Linked DNA regions of Mustela erminea: region 2 is linked to region 1. A link is a contact called in public Hi-C data. All regions are on one chromosome and are shown on one strand. The core of a region is the stretch at or near the end of the contact, and the rest is flanking DNA. Distances in the headings are between cores, read along the strand shown.

What was found. Hi-C and Micro-C count contacts between places; a contact is called where the count stands out from the background.
Region 2: a Hi-C map of spleen shows a contact between it and region 1, with 2.7 times the contacts expected there. The contact joins the promoter of WDR17 here to the promoter of SPCS3 in region 1. A contact is called at or near these places in 2 of 3 Hi-C or Micro-C datasets (skeletal muscle and spleen).

What each region holds. Positions count from the first base shown.
Region 1 is chr21:32,871,369-32,878,678 of mMusErm1.Pri, reverse strand. SPCS3 (signal peptidase complex subunit 3) reads left to right here and starts at 3,291. Exons shown (of 5, transcript XM_032328953.1): 1 at 3,291-3,569; 2 at 5,203-5,276; 3 at 7,198-7,274. The coding sequence starts at 3,427.
Region 2 is chr21:33,079,707-33,087,016 of mMusErm1.Pri, reverse strand. It overlaps WDR17 (WD repeat-containing protein 17), which reads left to right and starts at 3,615. Exons shown (of 32, transcript XM_032329119.1): 1 at 3,615-3,731; 2 at 4,650-4,720. LOC116581633 (a long non-coding RNA gene) reads right to left here and starts at 2,441. Exons shown (of 3, transcript XR_004282142.1): 1 at 2,394-2,441.

The sequences.
Region 1 (7,310 bases), core at 2,042-4,541:
GTTGCTTATGTCACCACTGTCCTGGGAATGCCATTGGAGCACTGGGTGGCAAAATCAGGGTACATGGCAAGACCATTTTCTCAGCATCTGTTAACAGATCTTAGGCCAGGTCACATGTCCTTTGCTTCCCCATCTGCTCTAGAACACCCTACACTTATGACTAACTCCTAAAATGTGACACATGATTAAAGCACAGAAGCAGAATTTGTGCTTCGAGAATTTCAGTTGTAGTCGTATATTCTCATCACTTGAATGGCACTATTTACTTCCTTCTGATGTAAGGATGCACAGAAGTGTAATAGAGTAAAAAATTTAAACATATACCAGAATTCAGGAGTTGAAATCTAGTATATTCTCCTGAAACATTTTTTCCCGTACAGAATAGACCTTTCAAAGTAAGAATATAAAGAATTCAGGTATTTTCTTATTCCTTTTTTGTAAGTTACTAAGATGAAATAATAGAGTCCCATATGGGTTCTTAACCTTTCAGATATCTTCAGTAGTTAAAATTCTCAGAAAAAAAGCAATTTTTGGTTTTACTCAGAGTTCGCTAACCTTCTCTGTTATAAATTGATTTTAAGTTCTTCTCAGCTCACATATATAAATGAGGAGCACGAAAGTAGTAATAAATCAACACAAAAAATATACTTGACTGAGATAACGGATTTTGCCTGATTTCTGCCCCCTAGAGGGAGGTCACATGAGCAGATGAAGACACTGAATGGCTCAATGATTAAGAACAAGTAGTGAAAACATCTTCTCATCCTGTGCAGTGGACGTGTGTAAAAGCAGAAAACTGGTAAGATCAAGCGTAAGTAGAAACTCAAGGTCAAGACGTGTCCGTGTGAGTTAAGAGCACATATAGGACCTGCCACAGGCACCGGGAAACTGAAAGGAGAAGAGAATCTGAAAACCAGGTACAATAAATGCAAAGCATGATAGGTCAAAATGTTTAAGCAGTACACCATCTTGAACAAAACACAGAGCACAATCATAAGACTTAGCATAAAAAAAGTTACTGCTCTTACTATTCCTCATAGAGAATAGAATGGGCTAAATTTTCTTAGATTTTGGTAGAAATCCTTAAGGCCATTTTTATATTAAAATTTATGAAACGGGAGATAGTCCTTGTGTTAGGGTTCCCCAAGAACCCTTCAGGTTGGTGATTTGCTGTGTAAAGACTCACAGGACTTAGAATACAGTCACACCCACAGCCAAGGTTTATTGCAGTAAAAGGATTACAAAGTGAAATCAGTAAAGGGAAAATGTGCACAGGAAGAAGTCTGGAGGAAACCAGGGAAGCTTCAAAGACTTCTCTCCCGCTGGAATCGCAGTGCATGTGCTTAATTCCTAGGAAGCATTAGATTCAGTGCCAAGGGTTTGCACTTGGGAAGGGTTGTATAGACCCCGTCTGCCATTCCAAACTTCCAGAAGGAAAGCAGGTGTTTGGCATAAACCACATTGTTTCAATTAACAGTTTCGGTGCAGGGAGTCACTTTAATCATTTAGGAAAAGTTTTATATCAGTGCAGGGAACTGTTTACTGCCAATTTCCTAGGGCCTGGGGGCGACAGTGAACACCGTGCTGTCGTGGGCAAACTGGCTCTTTGCCTTCTTGCTGAGCGCTGAGTGTGAAAGTGGAACTCGTCTTCGGCTGCTTCATCAGCCCTGCCTTCAGAGGCAGGATGCCGAAGGGCAAATCTTGCAAGCAGGTACCTCTAAGGATAGAAGTCTCAGACCTGTTATGTTAACCCTTCTACACAGTTCCCTTAACTATTTTCCCCTTTTATTTCCATTCCAGAAACAGCTGGCTCTGTTTGCCAGTGGGTATCTAGAAACATTTCTAGAATAAGGGTTATTTAGTGCTCGCTTCGGCAGCACATATACTAGAATAAGGGTTATTCAAATGAGTTAAGGAAGGAAATAAACCTCACCAGGCATGGCCTGAATTTTCAGATCTTACTTATCCTAGAGCTTCAGTGGTCTGAATGTATTATAATAGGGTAATTCCCCAAAGCCAACCTTGAGGCTGATTACTCAGGTGGGACTAGCATGCCCAGGATGTATGTGGGTTCTCCAGTGACCAGATGTTTACCATGGCCATGTACAAGATATAGTTTCAACCATGCATCTCTGAGTGAATTGGAGGAGGCCAGAAAGAGCAAGGATAATTAGGTTCTTCAACTAAGAAAATGCCAAAAGCTTCACTAACATTCTCTCACTTTCCTAGAAGCATAGGGTCTAGGTGATGTGAGCAGAGAAGTTGGACATTAACTGCCTAAACCATTAGAAGAATCCCAGCAAATTTGGATGTCTTTGATTGTCTAGGGAACATGGAAGGGCCCCCTTGATCTTCATTTTCCTTGGGAGAGTGTGGTATAGATCCTCAGGAACCAATGGTCCCTGGTATAATTTCTGATAACCCTCAAGGATGGTCAGTGGACTAGTCTGGCATGTCATGAGGAGCAGGCAGCAGTCACCAAATGAGCTACCTTTTCATGCAGGCAAATAGTCAAGTACACAGGAGGACCAAAGGCATTGGACTGAATGGCCAGATTCAAAAACTAAGTCTGAAGACAGGAGGGCCCAGGGAATAAAGAACCAGAGTGCAAAGCCAAGACGTGAGGCCATCATGTGTTGATGGCTTGCTAATTTAAAACTTCTCTACATTGTGCTGTATAGCAATTCCATAGCAATTATCTCCTTTGATCCTAAAAACCCAGTGAAACCATTCTTTTAGTTATTAGAAATGCCCCATTAAATGCAAATATTCAAATTTGGTAGCATCAATTTTAAAATAGGTTTAGTCTGTAGTTGGAAGGCGAAGCATTAGTAGGAACTGGACTAAGGCTGGACGTGGAAAGTAAAGGAAAGGCAAACTGGTTTTGGGGACCTGGAAGGCCTTTCTCCCTGCCCCATACCCTCCAAAAAACTGTTCCAACTTTGACCAGATTTGACAAAGGGAAAGAGTTATGTGAAGTGCTGCTTCCATATGCGACGCCTCAGAATACATTCCAAACTACCTGGCCTTGCTGCCGGATTTAAGTGCAAATTAATAAGACAGTAGCGCTGAAGAAGCCTCGGGGCTGACCACCATGCTGAAGGACCAAGAAACCGGGGTAGGCGAGCCTGGGGGGCCGGAGGAGAGGAAGCTAGGGCAGGGGGCGGGCCTTCCGCGGAGAAACCCCACCCCTCCTTGCTCGTCGCTGATTGGTGGCGGCGATAGGCCGGGAGGGTGGGTGTGTCCGGGGAGGCGGGTGCGCGCGCGCTCGCCGGCGTTGGAGGACCGGAAAGGAGGCGGGGCCGTGGCGGCGCGCGCTCCCGGGACGCGCGCGGCGCAGGCGGCGCGGATCGCAGGGAGCCGGTCCGGGGCCGGAGCGGGGTCCCTGGTGTGCGTGCGGAACGGGGCTCCCGGGAGACGGTCGCGATGAACACGGTGCTGTCGCGGGCGAACTCGCTGTTCGCCTTCTCGCTGAGCGTGATGGCGGCGCTCACCTTCGGCTGCTTCATCACCACTGCCTTCAAAGACAGGAGCGTCCCGGTGCGGCTGCACGTCTCGCGGATCATGCTGTGAGTGCGGCGGAGGCCCGGCCGGCGGGGCGGGGCGCCTGGACCGGGCCGGGGTGGGCGCCGAGGCCGGGCCGCCGCGGGCAGGGCGTCCGCGCCGCCCCGGGGGACCCCTCCCCCCGCCCCGCCGCTCCTCCGCGGCCGGCGCCCTCGAGGACGGACGCCCCGGTGGACGTCGCGGCTTCCCGGCTTCCCCTCGAACTCCCACCCCTCCGCCGCGAATTCCCGGGCTTGCTCTTAAATTTTAATTTTGAGTGTTCCTCAGGCCGGTGCCTCCGCTTCCTTCCTGTTCCTCACTTCCCCCGCCCGCGCCGGCCAATGAGGGAGCAACACAACAGCGGAGCCGCGCCGCCGCCCGCCCGCCGGCTCCCGGGCCGGCTCCCCGCTCCCCGCTCCCGGCTCCGCTCCCCGGCCCCGCGCCTCCGGCTCCGCGCCCCCGCTCCCCGGTCCGCTCCCCGCTCCCCGGCCCCGCGCCCCCGCGCCCCGCTCCCCGCTCCTCGCCGGCCGCCGCGCCTCGGCGCTGCCCTCTCAGACCGGACTCGGCCCCGCGTGCGGGCCTTCCGCGGTTCTCGCCCGGCCGCCTTCGCGGGGCTGTGGGGGGCTGCCTCCCTCGGGGGCTCTGCCTTCGTGGGGGCGCTGCCTCCTTCCGGGCGGCGCGGACTCGCAGCCGCTTTGAAGTTGGCGGGAGAGTGAGCGACAGCCCCGCTCTCGGGTCCGCGCCGCGGCCGGTTGAAGATCCGCGGGCTGAAGACCTCTGCGAAAATGCCCCAAATGGGATTTATTTCAGAATGACGTTGTCATTTCCATATGCCGGCTTTATGTCGCCTCGGTCATTTGTGTTCGCCGGCACGTTTTTTGATACGTAGGTGTTTTTTTTTTTTTTCCTTTTTCTTTCCCCCCCCCCCCACCCCGTTCTCAGATCTTCTCTGTTCCATCTCGCATCAGGTTCACTCGTTCTTCAGCCGTAGTTTTCTAGACGTCTTAGTCGGAGTCTCCGACGAGCCAGTCATCGAAGAGCTCCTCTGCTGTGCAATGCCGCTTCCAGATGCCACCCCCGCCCTGCACACCTTTCCCCCTCCTGCTGCTTGCGGGATACCGGGTTTTAGGTTCAAGTAGACGCCGGCACTTTTTGCTGTTGTTAATCTTGAGCAAGTTTCTTATCGTCCTGGGCCTTAATTTCCTTTTAAGAATAGAAATAATACCCAAGTCGTAGGCTTGTTGTGAGGATTATTTGACATAATTACGAAAAATTCACTGTTGGGCCTCCCAGACACACAGGAAGCACTCGGTAAATACAGCAGCACTTACCATTCGTCTTCATTTTCCCGCACCCCTGTGACCTTCCGCCACCAGACTCACTGACAGCAGGTGTTCACACTCCCTTGGAGCAGTTTTCACACTCTGCCCCCTATTTTGCTGGGGATTCTCTTTTAAGGTTTATGCTGTAGCTACAGACCTAATTTTTATACAGGATTAAAAGTTTTATCCTCTTTTCCCACTTGTAAGTTTCTCTGATTTTTTACTTCTTGCTGTTCCACCTGTGCCTCCAAGCTCCTGTGTTTCACTTTAGGGAACTGAGTGAATTGTATGTGCTGTTATGTTTGAAGAATGGTAAAACTTTTGTCTTTATTTTTAGAAAAAATGTAGAAGACTTCACTGGACCTAGAGAAAGAAGTGATCTGGGATTCATTACATTTGATATAACTGCTGATATCCTTTAAGAAAATATTTTATTGCCTTCTCTGTACTGGTATAATGATATACGTTTTGTTTAGTGATTTGGGGGGAGGTACAGTAGTCTCACTATCCCCTGAATCAGTCAGACTTTAGAAGTTTCTATAGGTGTATTTCCATTAGTAAAATAGTTTTAATATCTCCTCATTCACACTTGAGAAAATTTATTTATGGATTCTTCAGTTATTATTTTGTGAACAGATTTTAAAACTTTTCACAGAAACGTTAAACAGATTGAAAGCTTGAAGAGAGTTTGAATATTTCAGAAAGAAAAAAATAGAATCAGGTCGATTGGATTATAGAAAGAGAACTGTTAGCAGTGCTCAGCCTTCTTAGATTGATTATTTTATGTACAATACCAAGTAATATATCCATATTTCATGATAGCAGAGAGAAACATATGTTAAAAAAGTTAATTGTCATCTGTTAAGGTTTAGAAGTTCAATATCAGTATGGTTATTTGCAAACCATATTAGAATTTTGCCGTTATGGTTTTTTTAATAAGTACTTTTATAATGAGAGTCAAGAGAAATCTTAACGTTTATAAGAGTTACTTTAAAATGGGAATGATTTAATCTTTTTCTTTTGAATTTCCACCATTTGATAACTGTCCATTTTGGCCAATGTAATCTTTTATGGTCTTAGATTAATATGTTGGCAGCATTGTTCTCTGCCATCTCGTCTGATCACACCTACCTTTTTAAGACCTCAGGATTAAAATTGGCTATGGTGATTGCACTGTCCGGACTTCTGTAAAGCCACTGTCTCAACAGTCGGAGCAGATGACGAACCCGGGGAGTTTACCTGATAGGGCTCTTGACTGCCATGGAATTACTTTAACTTGATTTTTTAGAAATAAAGTGTTGGGTTTAGAAGTAGACTAGAAATTAGTTCTCTAGGCACTTTGTGAGGAGATAGTGTAACTGTCAGAAGAGGCCTATGGGAAACTTGGTATATCAGCTTTTAAGTTTTTGTGTCATTTTAAAACAGTCTGGTAAGAGGGAGTTTGGATCTCTTCCGTAAAGTAACTTTATCTGGAGAATTACAGTGAAATTTCCTGACATCTCAATTATTGTACTTACATATTCTCAATCTCATCATTTGTAGTTTTTCTTAATGCTGCTGCTAAGACTTGAAATTGGGCCTTTTTTTTGTAAAGAGCTATTCTTAGACTTCAGTTCTAAAAGCAGAGTATAATGACCATGTTGCTGTCAGTATGTATAAAGGCGTGTAATAAAATGACTTAGCCATTTACATATGATACTTAATAAAATCCAGACACTTAATTCATTTCATTTTGCAGTAACACCGGTCTTGTAATTAATCATTGTGAATATTTTTTTGCACTCTGGTAAGCTGAGGAAATCGGATTGACGTTCAGCTGCATATTCTTACCAAAGCACTTTGTGGACTGAGACATTTTGATCTCCGTTGGCATGGGCTCAAAAGCAACATGAACATTTATTATATTTCGTTTAATTACATGAGCTGATTCATGTTTGTCTGTCAGTAAATTTAAACTATGATGATTGGTTATACTTTAGAACTTCCATGGAATTGAATATGCATCAAAGATTAAATCTTCTTTGTTTTAGACTTGGCTAATGTTACAGAAAGCTAAATTTTGTATTGTTCTGTTACTTTCTTATTAAATCATGGTTAGAGGCACAGGGGAATGATGCTAATAATCTCACTGACACATTTTTTTTATTTTGAAATGAGATTTTATAATCTATTTGTCTTTTTTGTGTTTTTATTAAACTAGTGTCTCAGTATGTTTCTGAGCCACCTCTCTTTTTTCTATTTTAGTATTAGTATTGCTGTGGATAATTAAGAATAAGATTGATTTAGAAGTTGTTTGCTGCTTTATGATTTTTATATTCCTTAATTTGTTTACATCTAGAGAATATATTTGATTGGAATGTTAAGCAATTGTTTCTTTATTTATCAGCAGAATATTCAACTAAAAATAATGTAAGTATATATATATATATAGAGAGAGAGATGTAT
Region 2 (7,310 bases), core at 2,366-4,865, 210 kb before region 1:
TATTTTTTAAAAGCCATTTCAAGTTTTAAAAGTGTGTTTGCATATAGTAAGCTTTTAAGTATTCAGTTCTCTACATCGTTAATATACAGTTGGATCAGCTTTTTTTTGTCATGCTTGTTTCTGTTCTCTTACCATTTTTACATTAAAACTGGTGTGAGGGGCTCCTGGGTGGCTCAGTCAGTTAAGTGTCTGACTCTTGATTTTGGTTCAGGTCATGATCTGAGGATTGTAGACTGAGCCCCACATCGGGCTCTACGTTCAGAATGGATTGTGTTTGAGATTCTCTCTCTCCCTTTCCTTCCGCCCCTCCCCCTGTGCTCTCTTTCTCTCTAATCATCTTTTTTAAAAATTAAAAAAAAAATAGCGTGAAAGGGCTTTTTATTAAAAAGTGAATCTAAAGCATTTTGGCTTACTTTTCTAAAAATTTAAGTGTAAAAAGTCTTTCCTGGTTGGTTTTTTATTTAGAATATCCATTAAAGGAGCACCAGGGTGGCTCAGTTGTTGAGCATCTGCTTTGGCTCAGGTCATGATCCCAGTGTCCTGGGATCAGGCCCCACATCAGGCTCTCTGGTTAGGAGGCTGCTTCTCCCTCTCCAGCTCCCTCTGCTCGTGCTCCCTCTCTCGCTGTCTCTGTCATAAATAAATAAAATCTTAAAAAAAAAAAACCACACCCACTCAGAAGACACTTGCCACATTAAATAGCACTGACTACCTTTTCAAAGCCACTGCCCTCAAAGACCACACCTCACCTTGAAAATGAATTGACCGGACTTATTAGAGTCCCCTAATTATTGTGCTTTAAATTTCATCCTGAAGAACTCTGTGTACTCTAAGTGTTAAATGAACTAAGGATTGCCCTGAAACTACCAGTCAGCCAGAATGACTGACAACTTTTTTCACTGTGTGATGAGAACATCACATTAAATATTTGTTGAATAAAGAATGAAAATCAGAGTAAAGAGATCTTTCCCTTAGGAATTAGGTTATATTGTTTCTCTGGGTTCTCGATCTAACTATATTTGTGATTGTTTAAAGTACCCTTTTATTTTATCTATTTTTTAGAAGATTTTTATTTATTTGTGACAGAGAAAGCGAGACACAGAGCAGGAACAGGTAGAGGGACAGAGGGAGAAGCAGACTCCCCACTGAGCAGGGAGCCTACAGAGGGGCTCGATCCCAGGACTCTGGGATCCTGACCTGAGCAAAAGGCAGATGCTTAACTGACTGAGCCACCCAGGAGCCCCTGAATTTCCCTTTTAAAACCAATGAACCAAGTCACATAAAAGGGAGAAGCGAACTCAGCTGGGAATCGGGGCTCATGACATCAGTTCTGCTACTAACATAGCTGTCTGGGCTTGACAACTTCTATGGCTTTCCAGGCCTCAGCACCTTCATCTTTAAACTGTGAATTCATAACCAGATACTTTTTAATGTTTCATTTACTTTCATGATTCCTAACTGGAGGGCTGGAGCAATTTTGAATAAATGAGACGTAAAAGACTTTTCTATCCAACTAAAGGGCCAAGCTAGACATTTTGTCTTGACAACTCTTTCTCTTCATGTGTATTACCGACTATTTAGCACTGTGCCCGGCAAATATCAGTGGTAAATGAAAATGTTAGTCTATTCTCCCCAAAATGTTCCTTACAATTTCCCTCTTCCTCATTCTTATTTTTGTTGTCCTAATTCAGGCCATTAGCATCTTTTTCATGAACTACTGCATTTTCTCCTAATCCACCATGCTTTTCATTTCTCTGTACCCCTTTCACCTCCAACATTTCCAGGGTATCCTTCCTCAAGCCCTGATTTTAGGGGTTAAAGTCTAACCTAAACAGGAAGTCCAATATCTTCCTCAATCTGGTTTTCTTATTTTTCCAGTTTAATCTTTTTACCAACTTCGTTCTTCCCTCCTATCTTTAGACATCCAGTCTCCCCTCCTCCAGACAAGGCAAAGAAGTTGCCTTGTTAAATCGGTCATGTGTTTCCCCCATTTTGTGCTTTGGGCCACACTGTCTCTGCTCCACATGTCTGCTCCCCTTCTCCTTCAAGTGAAACCTATTTATTTTTTCATTCCTGTTCAAATATCACTTTTTTAAAGATTTTATTTACTTATTTGAGAGAGAGAGAGAGAGCAAGCATGAACAAGGAAGAGAGGGAGAAGGACAAGCAGCCGTCCTCACACATCACCCTTATTGAAAGTGTCTCTGAATACACTGGGAGAAAATTTCTCCCTCCCTCACCTGGAATCCTCTCCTAGGACTTTTACACAACTGTATTTCAGAACCTACCTTGACTCATACTTAGTGCTGCCCTCTCTACTTTCACTGTTATGTCATGTGCTAATTTATTTATCCATCCATCCACTCATCGGTTATTAAAGATCTGCTACTCACCAAGCACGTTGTTAGAATGCAGGCGTGAGGGGCGCCTGGGTGGCTTAGTGGGTTAAGCCTCTGCCTTCAGCTCTGGTCATGATCCCAGGGTCCTGGAATGGAACCCAGCATTGGGCTCTCTGCTTGGTGGGGAGCCTGCTTCCTCCTGTCTGCTGGCTGCTCTGCCTACTTCTGATCTGTCAAATAAATAGGATACAAAAAAAAAAAAAGAATGTAGGCATGAGCTGTGAAAATGGATTCCAGTTTTCAAGCAAGTGTACTGTCTATGTGGAGAGGCAACTTTAAATAAATTTTAATCTGCAAAATAGAATATTAAGTGCTGTGGTAGGGTATGGTCTGCAGAGGATACTCTGGAAGAAAAGAGGAGAAAAATCTTATGGCACAGGTGGGTAGAGATTATGCCCAGAGAATTTCCCTGGCCGGAGGAATTAATTTATTAACAATCCAGAGTCTAACCTAGCATTAAAGCTCAGTGAATGTTCTTAAATACACTTTGTCCCGGAATGCACGAAGGCTTGTTGTCGCCAGTGTGTTTGATAAGGGCTGTGAGCAGTGAAGATACTTCAGAGATCTGAAGAAATTATGAACACAGTACCCAGCATTTCCACCGCACCAGACTTCCCCAAGGAAAATGTTCTGCACACACTGAAGGCAGGTATATTAACTGCACATAACTCCTCTAATAAAGACAAATGGTTGCCTCCAAGGGGTCCCCCCGCGAGCTGAGCCCACTCAGACAAACAGCCCCGGGCACTCATAGCGGTTCAGGGGGTGACAGCCCCAGAGCCGGGCAGCCTGGCCTCCTCGGAGGCTCGCCGCCCTCTGCGCGCCGCTCCAGGAGACGCCCCGAGTTACTGCGGGCTTGACTCCCTCTCCTCGGAAGTGCAGACGCAGGATGTGGCAACCGTCCGGTTCCGGGAACGCTGGGGGTTCGCCGCTTTCCTTCACTTTGGGCCTCCCGGTAAACTCCGCAGCAGCCCCGCCCAATGCCCGGGAACCGCGTCCTCCGCGCAGACTCCCCGTTGCTAGGTAACCAAGCTCCCGCACACACGTCTCCGCGGGTCGGGAGTCGCCACCGCCTCCCAGCCGGGCGCTCCAATCAGGGACCGGCATGTCTGTCACGTGGCCCGCGGGGGCGGGCCCAGGAGAGTCGGGCGCTAGGTCCGGCGCTAGGAGCCGCCTCCCCGCCCCACGGAACCCGCGGTCCCGCCGCCCCGCCCCCGGAGCCCGAGGCACGCCGCGGGGGAGGCTGGGGAGCGCTCGGGCCGTGCTCGCGCCGCCGCCGCGCCCGCATCAGCACCTCCCGCTGTTCGCAGCTGCGGTCGCCGCCTTTTCCAGGTAAGGGGCCGCGGGGCGCCGGGGGAAAGGGGGGCTGGCGCAGGCGTGAAGAGGGGTCTTGGAGGCGGCGTGGCGTCGCGGGAGCGGGCGTGTCACCGCGCCCGTGAGGATAGCAGAGCGCGTGCTGCACGCCCTCCCGGGCTTTGCGCACGACAGCCCGATGCGTGACTCCCCGGAGTTTTAGGGTCACGCACCTGATGATCACGAGGCACAAGCAGCAGCCAGCGTGTGTCTGGACACCTGAGCTGCCCCTGCACTGTGAACTGACCATTATTCTGATTTTTAAGGTAATTAAGTATATGCATGTCCGGAGTCCGGACTGTATGCCCGCCGGGCACCTGTGTGTAGATTTCCCACCCTCTGGGAGATGGTCTTACTAGGTTGTACCGAGAAGGCTTTGAGTGAGACGGAAGTGGGTACCAGAAAAGGACAGTATTGAAGGTGAGAGCAATAGTGTTTGGTAAATCATAAAAAATACAGTCTTTCCTGTTTTTCCACACCCTCCCAGATTTTTGTCTGCAAATATTAAAAGGAGCCAAACTTAAGATGACTTTTACTCTTTTAAAAGCAATGGATGTGAATGAAATGTAGTGACCACTTTGTGTACCACTTGTGTTTGTAACTTCTCCTGGCTGATTGACTGATGGCAGTCTTGAACGAGGGCTTGAAGAGAGAGTGACCGTTTCTGAATCTTGCACTGAGCATTTCGGGAACACCCCTGAGAGGAACGCGTTTTCCCTCCCAGGTTTTATAACCAAAGTTAGAAGTCCTTCTTGAATAGTTTAAGTAACCTCAGGTTACTTTAAAAACCTTTAGGTTTTCTCTACAGAGTAAATTCTGTAGAAAATTTAAATTTAAAGTTTAAAATTCGGTGAATTTATAAAATTCTCTTTAGGTATCCCTATCTCTCTCTCACAGATGTGTCTCCAGGAATGGTCTCATCAGTAGTGAGAGAATAATCTCCCCGTGATTATCATACAACACAACAGGTTTGGGATATTCTCACTACCCTGCTTGGGGGGAGCTGATGCTGGGCTTATGGTGATTACAACCACTATGGAAAAAGCACTTTTTTTTTTTTAAGATTTTACTTATTTATTTGACAGACGGAGATCACAAGTAGGCAGAGAGGCAGGCAGAGAGAGGGGAAAGGAGGCTCCCTGCTGAGCAGAGAGCCTGATGCGGGACTTGATCCCAGGACCCCGAGATCTTGACCTGAGCTGAACGCAGCGGCTTAACCCACTGAGCCACTCAGGCGCCCGAAAAAACACTTTTTAATGTCCTTTTGAGATTCTGTCTCACTGGCTTAAGTATGCAAGAAAATGGGCATAGTTATGTCTTATCTGTATGAAGGCAGGAATCTGAGCCAAGTGGTCTGACAGTCTTTACTGTTCTGTGATCTAAAATTAAAGTAGAAATTAAGTGACTATGAAAAATTGTCAGTTAACTCAAAATTTTGGGAAATAGTAAATACTTTACTGTATTGTTTATAGTTTGATGGCACAAATGCTAGTTTTAAGTCATCATTAAGAGCTCTTGAGATGTCTTCTCAATTGGAATAAACCAATGGTCTGTTTCAAAGGGCACACAAGGAAAGAAAAATCCTCATTCATTCATTCATTCATTCGTTCCCTCTGAACAGCCCAAAATATAATGGGCACTGTATTTATTTCTTATATGCAACATAAAAAACATGTATTTTAAGTGAGCTCCGTTAACTTTATACTAAAATGGCTCTTTGAATGTTATTATATAGATTTGATTTTTTCTCCTGTGCTAGTATTTATAAAAATATGTAAAGAACTGTGGGTATCTGTGGAGAAAAAAAATCAAGTATATTTACTCGAAAGTTTAAAAGTTCTTCATTCGTTATTACTAAATATTGGTGTGCTAAAATTTTCTGTTACTCATTCATTACATAATAATTCCATATATTAGAAAGTCACAAATTAATTTAGCTTAGGAAAAAAATGTTGTTAAATCCCCTGCCCCCAGTAGAGGGACTATGAAGGCTAGAATGTTTTTGTTATTTTCTCTAGTCTCTACCTCTAGCCCTCAGCTTGGGCACAGAGGAGCCAGTGGTGGTTTTTAAATCACTCAGAGACAATTAGGAATAGTTGTATTTTTCTTTGTTTTACCCTGGTAGTTAATAGAAGTCCAACATAAGTGATTAGGTTATCACGATCAATAACATTTGTTCAAATTCTCTAGACTACCTAATTTTTTTTTGCCTAACCTCTGAAATGAAGACCAAAATGAAATTCAAACAGTTTTGAAGGATTCACATTTCCTTCCTATATTCCAGAATTTATTGAAATCTGGTATATTCCAGAAAGGTGACAGTTTATCAGATTACTGAATCACCAGTTTACTCACCCATTCGTGGCAATGCCGTATATACAAACTTTACTACTACTGATGAAGTTCTAGAACCTAGGTGAGGTTCGGTGGGCTGAGGTCTGGAGCCGATGACCAAGAAAGAATTCTTGCTTATTGTTCATGGCAGTCAGGGCTGCCTGAGGGATGCTACACATAGGACTGAGGGGGAGCAGATGGAGAGGGGGGTACAAGGCGCCAGCTTTTGCTTTGTCCTCAGCCAGCCTCGTGCTCCCTCATCACTGCTGTATACAATCGACTAATTTTCTTTTATATTTTGTATATCTACTCTGAAATATTTGAGTGAAGTCATACAGCTTTTAGTGTGTTTTCAGGAACTGAACTTTTTTCAGGAACTGAAAATTTTTTTTAATTTTTAAATAAAATACAATGTATTATTAGCCCCAGGGGTACAGGTCTGTGAATTGTCAGGTTTACACACTTCACGGCACTCACCCTAGCACATACCCTCCCCAATGTCCTCATCCCAGCCACCCTCTCCCTCCCCCGCTTCCCCAGGCAACCCGAAGTTTGTTTTGTGAGATTAAGAGTCTCTTATGGTTTGTCTAGGAATTGAGTATTTTAATCCATAAGAATCATGTTAGGAATTTGGGAGGGGTTTCTTTATTAACTCTGATGCTTTCTTTTCTTTTGTATCAGAAACATATTAAACTAAGAATTGGTTGGCACTTTTCAACATTCAAGACTTGCTGTGTTCTGTGATGATCACATGGAGATTCTCTCACTGTTGATGAGAACTTTCCTGGAGATTATGAGAAAGAAATGAGATGTGGGGGCCCCTGGGTGGCCCAGTGGGTTAAAGCCTCTGCCTTCCGCTCAGGTCATGATCCCAGGGTTCTGGGATCGAGCCCCACATTGGGCTTCTCTGCTCAGCAAGGAGCCTGCTTCCCCGCCCCCCCAACCTCTGCCAGCCTATGGGCCTACTTGTGATCTCTGTCTGTCAAATAAATAAAATCTTTAAAAAGAAAAAAAAGAAAGAAAGAAAGAACTGAGATGTGGATGCCTGAAGAGAATTTGAGAAATTCCCCAAAGAATTTATTCTATAGAGAAATGAAACCTAAAGGAAAATCTTTTTTCTTACCTGGGGTTGCTTAAAATGTTCAAGAAGAACATGTAACTTTGGTTACAAATATTGATAGGGACATATTATAAAATGACCAGCTTTGACCAATGCCTTTGTGT